Linked DNA regions of Rattus norvegicus: region 1 is linked to region 2. The links are chromatin contacts, called in public Hi-C maps. All regions are on one chromosome and are shown on one strand. Each heading gives the region's core, a stretch centred on a gene start, on an enhancer-like site or on the middle of the called end of the contact. The rest is flanking DNA. Distances are from core to core; before and after follow the strand shown. Region 1 overlaps Brip1 (BRCA1 interacting helicase 1). Region 2 overlaps Brip1 (BRCA1 interacting helicase 1).

Evidence for each region. Hi-C and Micro-C count contacts between places; a contact is called where the count stands out from the background.
Region 1: a contact with region 2 is called in a Hi-C map of the A7r5 cell line, with 7 times the contacts expected there. The contact joins two enhancer-like sites. A contact is called at or near these places in 3 of 12 Hi-C or Micro-C datasets (the A7r5 cell line, the Rat2 cell line and Schwann cells).

The regions. Positions count from the first base shown.
Region 1 is chr10:71,503,020-71,505,719 of GRCr8, reverse strand. All of the region lies in intron 6 of Brip1 (BRCA1 interacting helicase 1), which reads left to right. All of the region lies in intron 1 of LOC134480843 (large ribosomal subunit protein eL21-like), which reads left to right. Among named protein-coding and RNA genes, the nearest start is that of Brip1, 24 kb to the left of the region's middle. Within about 2 kb of position 1,334, at least 12 of the 93 cell types and tissues checked have an H3K27ac peak or open chromatin away from gene starts, as enhancers often do. A contact at or near this core is called in the A7r5 cell line, where this site is marked.
Region 2 is chr10:71,410,368-71,413,067 of GRCr8, reverse strand. The region is part of intron 18 of Brip1 (BRCA1 interacting helicase 1); the gene reads left to right. All of the region lies in intron 1 of LOC134480843 (large ribosomal subunit protein eL21-like), which reads left to right. Among named protein-coding and RNA genes, the nearest start is that of Trnav-aac22, 42 kb to the left of the region's middle. Within about 2 kb of position 1,422, at least 3 of the 93 cell types and tissues checked have an H3K27ac peak or open chromatin away from gene starts, as enhancers often do. A contact at or near this core is called in the A7r5 cell line, where this site is marked.

The sequences.
Region 1 (2,700 bases), core at 85-2,584, 93 kb before region 2:
GTGTATGTTGTGTGTGTATGTGTGTGCGTGTGTGCGTGTGTGTATGTTGTGTGTGTATGTGTGTGTGTTGGAATAGTTTACATCCATTTAGACATTATCTGTTACACTTTGTTCTTTATCAATAGAGTTGGGGACTAAACAGTCCCACACTTAATACCAGCACTTGGGAGTTCTAGGTCAACCTGGCACACAGTAAGACTCTGTCTCAAACAGCGCAATATCGAATAAAAGGAGTTGAACAGGCTCTACAGCCCATAAAACCTAAAGTCTTCATTCTTTGCCCTTTAGAGAAGATACTGCCAACTCTTGGTCCAGTTTATTTCAGTCTTAGATATCGAAGCCAGAAATTATTTCAGAGATCTGCCTGACTCTGCCTTCTGAATGCCTGGGTTAAAAGGTGTGTGCTACCAAGTGTGTTAAGGTAGATTTCCTTTCTCAAGCTCTAGCTTTTATTCTAATTCATTTGTATGTGTGTGTGAATGTATGCCATGTGTGAGCATATACCCATACAGTCAGAAGAGGGAGTCGGACTCCCTGGAGCTGGAGTTACAGGCAGTCGTGAAGAAGGCAACATGGGTGTTGGTGATCACACTTGTGTCCTGTGGAAGAGCAGGAAGCACCGTGAGTGGCTGAGCCACCTCTCTAGCTCAAGATGCAAAGTTCTGCAAAACCTTAGGGGAAGACCAAAGGCCAAGATCCAGGATAAGGAAGGAATTTCTCTTGATCAGCAAAGGATGATCTTTGCTGGAGAAAATGTACTTTGACTATAACATTAAGACTTTTTGTGCCATTTTGTGTTGAGACTTTATGGTCATACACCACTTATAAGGACAATGAACTTATGACAAAGATGTTTAAATCGGCTGTCCTAAAATCCTAGAGTGTACGTGAAGATGACAATATTAGTTACCTTGTTTGAGCGTGCCCTTCTTTATGGCCAGTGACTTTGACAGAAATATGGACAATCTTATCTGACTTACTGCTTCAGTGAACCAGAAGACAAGAGAATGTGTATGAGTTAATAAAGGCCATGAAAGACAAGGAAACAAAACAGGACCACAGATGGATTCAGCGTTTGCAGGGCAAAGCATAGGAGGGGAACACGGCACACCTCCTCCTGTGTCTCTCCAGCTGTGATACATCTTTTCCATGTGCACCCACATTACCCCAAACAAGCACACCCACAACGCATAATAAACCGGCAGGCGGCCGGCGGGCACACACGTCAGATTCCTTTTGAGATTCGACGTGGGGCCAAGAGCCTATTACATTACTCACCATTTTCTTCTCTAGGCGGCATACATATTTGTTGTTGGAGATGTCTGGAAAGGCCTGCAAATATTCCTGTGAGTCACGGTGATAAGGAAAGAAGGAAGCGTTTACGTTCATAGCATGAGGGCTGAGGCTGGGGGAGGGTGGTGTTTGACTGCTGCCTGAGAAGAGAGGGAACAGAAAGATAAACTGTTGACGTTCTGTCAAATATGGAAAAGCACCCCGTAAAGCTAGCACGCAGATCTTGATCATGTATTAAAGCTGTTAGTGTGGACACACCCCTCAGGGGTGTGCTCATAGTGAAAGAAGTGAAGGTGTCCTGACAAACTGCAACACTGTGAGAAGCAGTATTCAGTAGGCTGAGTTACAGAAGAACGAGATGTTACGAGTTCAGAGTTTTATGATAAATGCATCTGCTGAGCATCGTTTTTGCTGATTGAGATTTGACACCAGAACGAGTCTGTGAATGCTGATGACACATATGCCGGTTTCTAGCTGATAATGTGACCTTTACAGGGTCCCAGAGTACCGAGGACAACTGCTGGAATGTGCTAGTTCACCGCTGTGACAGGCAGTAGCGTGTGTCCATGCTGTTTAAAGGAGTGAATTTCTCCGAGGATATGTTTCTTGACTATTTTCACGAACATTTATTTCAGTGGTTCGCGCTCACTGTAGGAAAGCTGGCTAGGATAACAACTGGCTCCTTCGGTTAATTAAAAATTCACTTAGTCACACTAATTACTTTTCAAGTGCTCTGTGTTCCTATCTGGGCAATGTCAAGTCCATTGAATAGCCAGATATCAGACCATCTGTCGTTAGAGAAAATTCTGTTGGGGTAACTTCTGTGTTAGAGGTCTGTGTGTAGATGATGTCAACTAATTTTCAGTGTCCGTGGTAGAAGCAAAATAATTTTGTGTGTTGTGTGTATGCATGTGTGCACCTGCAGATGTGTGTGCATGTGTGTATCATTTGACTGACGTCATCCCCCTTGATTATTGAGACAGGGTGTCTTCATTGTCTTGGAGAGTGCTCCAGTTAGACCAGGCTGGCTGCTTAGTGAATCCTAGTGATCATGTTTTAGTCACCCCAGAACTGCATTTTCTGTGCACTTTACTATATGGGCTCTAGGGGTCAGATTTAGGTCCTCACGCTTGAAAATCAACTGAGCCATTGCCTCAGCCCACAAAATGACTTTGTGTAAGTTCTGTTGATAGCATTTTGGTCAGTGTGTACAAGACGAGTTGATAGCAGAGTATTGCTTTCTTCATTGAAAGATTCATTGAAAAAGACCAAAATGGGGCTTTGAGAGATGGCTCGGCAGTCAAGAGTGCTTGTTATCCTTACAGAAGATGCAGATTCTGTTCTCAGTTCTCACGGAGGCTCGCAACTGCCTGTGACTTCAGTTCCTGGAGATCTGATATGCTCTCT
Region 2 (2,700 bases), core at 173-2,672:
CGAGTGTGCGTATGTATGGGAGGGGTGCTGTGTCCCTGTGTGAATGTGGGCACTTACATGGCACGTGTGTATAGAGGTTAGAGGATACCCTAGGATATCTCTACCTTGTTTGAAGCAAAGCCTCCGTCATTCCACTGTGCACACCATTTTAGAGGGACCGAAGGCTCCAGGGGATTCTCCTATCTCTGCCTCCCATTATCCCTGTAGGAGCACCGGGATCATTTTCTTTTGCTTTGTCCTTAGACAATTTGATCATAATCTATATTTTATTTATTTTTTATTTTTATTTATTTATTTATTTTTTTTTGCTCCTTTTAAGAGAGAGCCTTACTCCGTACCAAGCTGGCCTAGAATTCAGTGTGTACTCCAAGGTGGCCCTGGACTTGTGACAATTTGTCTCCCTTGGCTCTCCAAGTACTGGCATTACAAGCAGGAAGCCTTTTTGCATCACTAAACTCTTTTTTTTGTTGTTGTTGTTTTGAGACAGGCTCTTACTCTACAGCCCTAGCTGGCCTAGAACTCACTATGTAGACTCAAATTCAGAGATCTATTTACCTCTACACCCAGAATGCTCTAATTAAAGGCATGTACCTGTATTATGTTTTGTTTTGCTTTGTTTTGAGGGTTTCAAACAGCTTAGACTGGCTTTAAAGTGGTAGCCAAGGTTAGACTCAAATTCCTAACCCTTTCACCTTTCTATAAATGAACTTTCTAACTGTTGCACCTTCTCCAGGAGTCCCAGAATACATGCCCTGTTCTGCTTAATGGCTGTCCCATAACTCCCTTAGGCTTGCTTCGTTGTTGTTGTTTTTTCTTTCAATTTTGCTCCTGAAACTATTTAATTTCAGATGATCTTAGAGTTTGCTTTTCTTAATGAAATCGGAAGATGAGCCCTCTAGTGAGTGAACATCTCTGCTCCAGAATTTCAAGGTTTTTGTTTGTTGTTTGTTTGGTTTGTTTTTTTCATTCTTTGTCTCTGTGATGATTAATTCTCATATGCTTTCTTACTCCCTCTCCCCTCTCCTCTCATCCTTTCACAGTTAGCTTGTTCCTCTGATGGCGTATGTCCCATGTGTTTTTGTAATGTCGCATTGGTCTCTGCACACTTGATACAACAGTCGCCTCTCAGTTCTTACTACACCAGCTTCACACAGAAAGACCTTCACTCATCAGCCCTGCTAGGCATCTGGTAGCCCCTTGGATCTTTCCTTTGGATCTACTTTCTCTGGACTCGCCTGCGAGATACCAGATCAAATGACTTTGCCCGTTTCATCTCCCTGGATATCAGAACCCCTTATACATGCTTGTCTGCCTCTTCTGTTGTGAGGCCTCTTAAGCAGCCTCGTGCTCCCCAGCCACCTCCTTTGTCCTCAGTGGCCTCTGTGTCTAATGACTAAGACAGTCTAGTCACAGGCAGTTCTTTGGAAAGCCGACATTCCTGATACACTAGTCTCTTTCCCAAGGTACTGCTGGGCTGTACCAGCCTGTCTCCTGTACTGTCGTTCTGGAGCAACAGCCTGCTGCCAACTCTTTTGCTCTTAGTTGTGTCCAGGCATGAGTCTGCCTGCTCACGCCAGCATTTCAAGGCAGAACAGAAGCAAATGCCTCAGAACTTTGGGGCTAGTCCAGTCTTCTTTCCAGGGACATCACTAGTGTCATGGCTCTGTTCCAAGATAGGGACTATGGTAGGAAGGTTCCACACATTTTCCTGCTTGTGTGGATGCAGCTGGTTTTGCACTAGCCTGGGTTCCAGAACTCTTTAACTTGTTTCTGGATTTCTCATAAAGGGATTCAGTCCATGAATTATTGAATCCATGTTTCTATAGGAGGAATGTGGGATCTGGGGTTTCCTGTTCTGCCATCATAAATCTTTTGTATTTTATGGCTTCTATTTTTATTGCTTCTTGCGTGAATGCGTGTGTGTGCGTGTGTGTGCACATGTGTGTGTGCACATGTGTGTGCGTGTGCATATGTCTGTATATACATGGGGATACAAATGCACATGTGTGCATATGCGTGGATGTCAGCCTCAGCTGTGGTTACTCAGAAGCCATTGGCTTGTTTTTTGAAATAGGATTTCACTGGCCTGGGGCTTGCTCATTAGGCTAGCCAGCCAACGAGTTCCGGGGATCTGCCTATATCCACGTCCTTGGCACCAAGATTACGTGTGCCATCGCTCCCAGCTTTGCTCTATGAGTTCTGAGGACCACATTCAGGTCTCCACTTTTGTCAAGAAGCACTATATTGACTGAGCTATCTCTCCAGACCTCTATAGCTTCATCTTTAACGATTAATAGTTGGAATGAGCCTTTGAATCACAAGATCAAACATGGACATTCCCCACTAACTGGAAAATTAATCTTTGAATTCTCATGTTTGTAAAAATTCTTTATGAATGAGAATTTTTAATAGGCATCAAGTATTAAACCAATTATTATTTTCAGTTTTATAGAATGTGATGTATAATTTAATAATGTAACAATATTTTGTTTACCATTGTCTAAGGAAAGATTCTTCCTCAAAAATGAATTTTTCAAAAAATACTAAATTTTTTTCACTTATGTAAGTACATCTCTTTTGGCTGCTTGATTGATTTATTTCCAAATTTTCTATTATATTTATTTGCTTGTTTCTTTAAATATATTTCCATTCTTCTGAAGTTTACTTAAAGGGCTAGGGAGGTGCTCAGCCGGTCAGTAC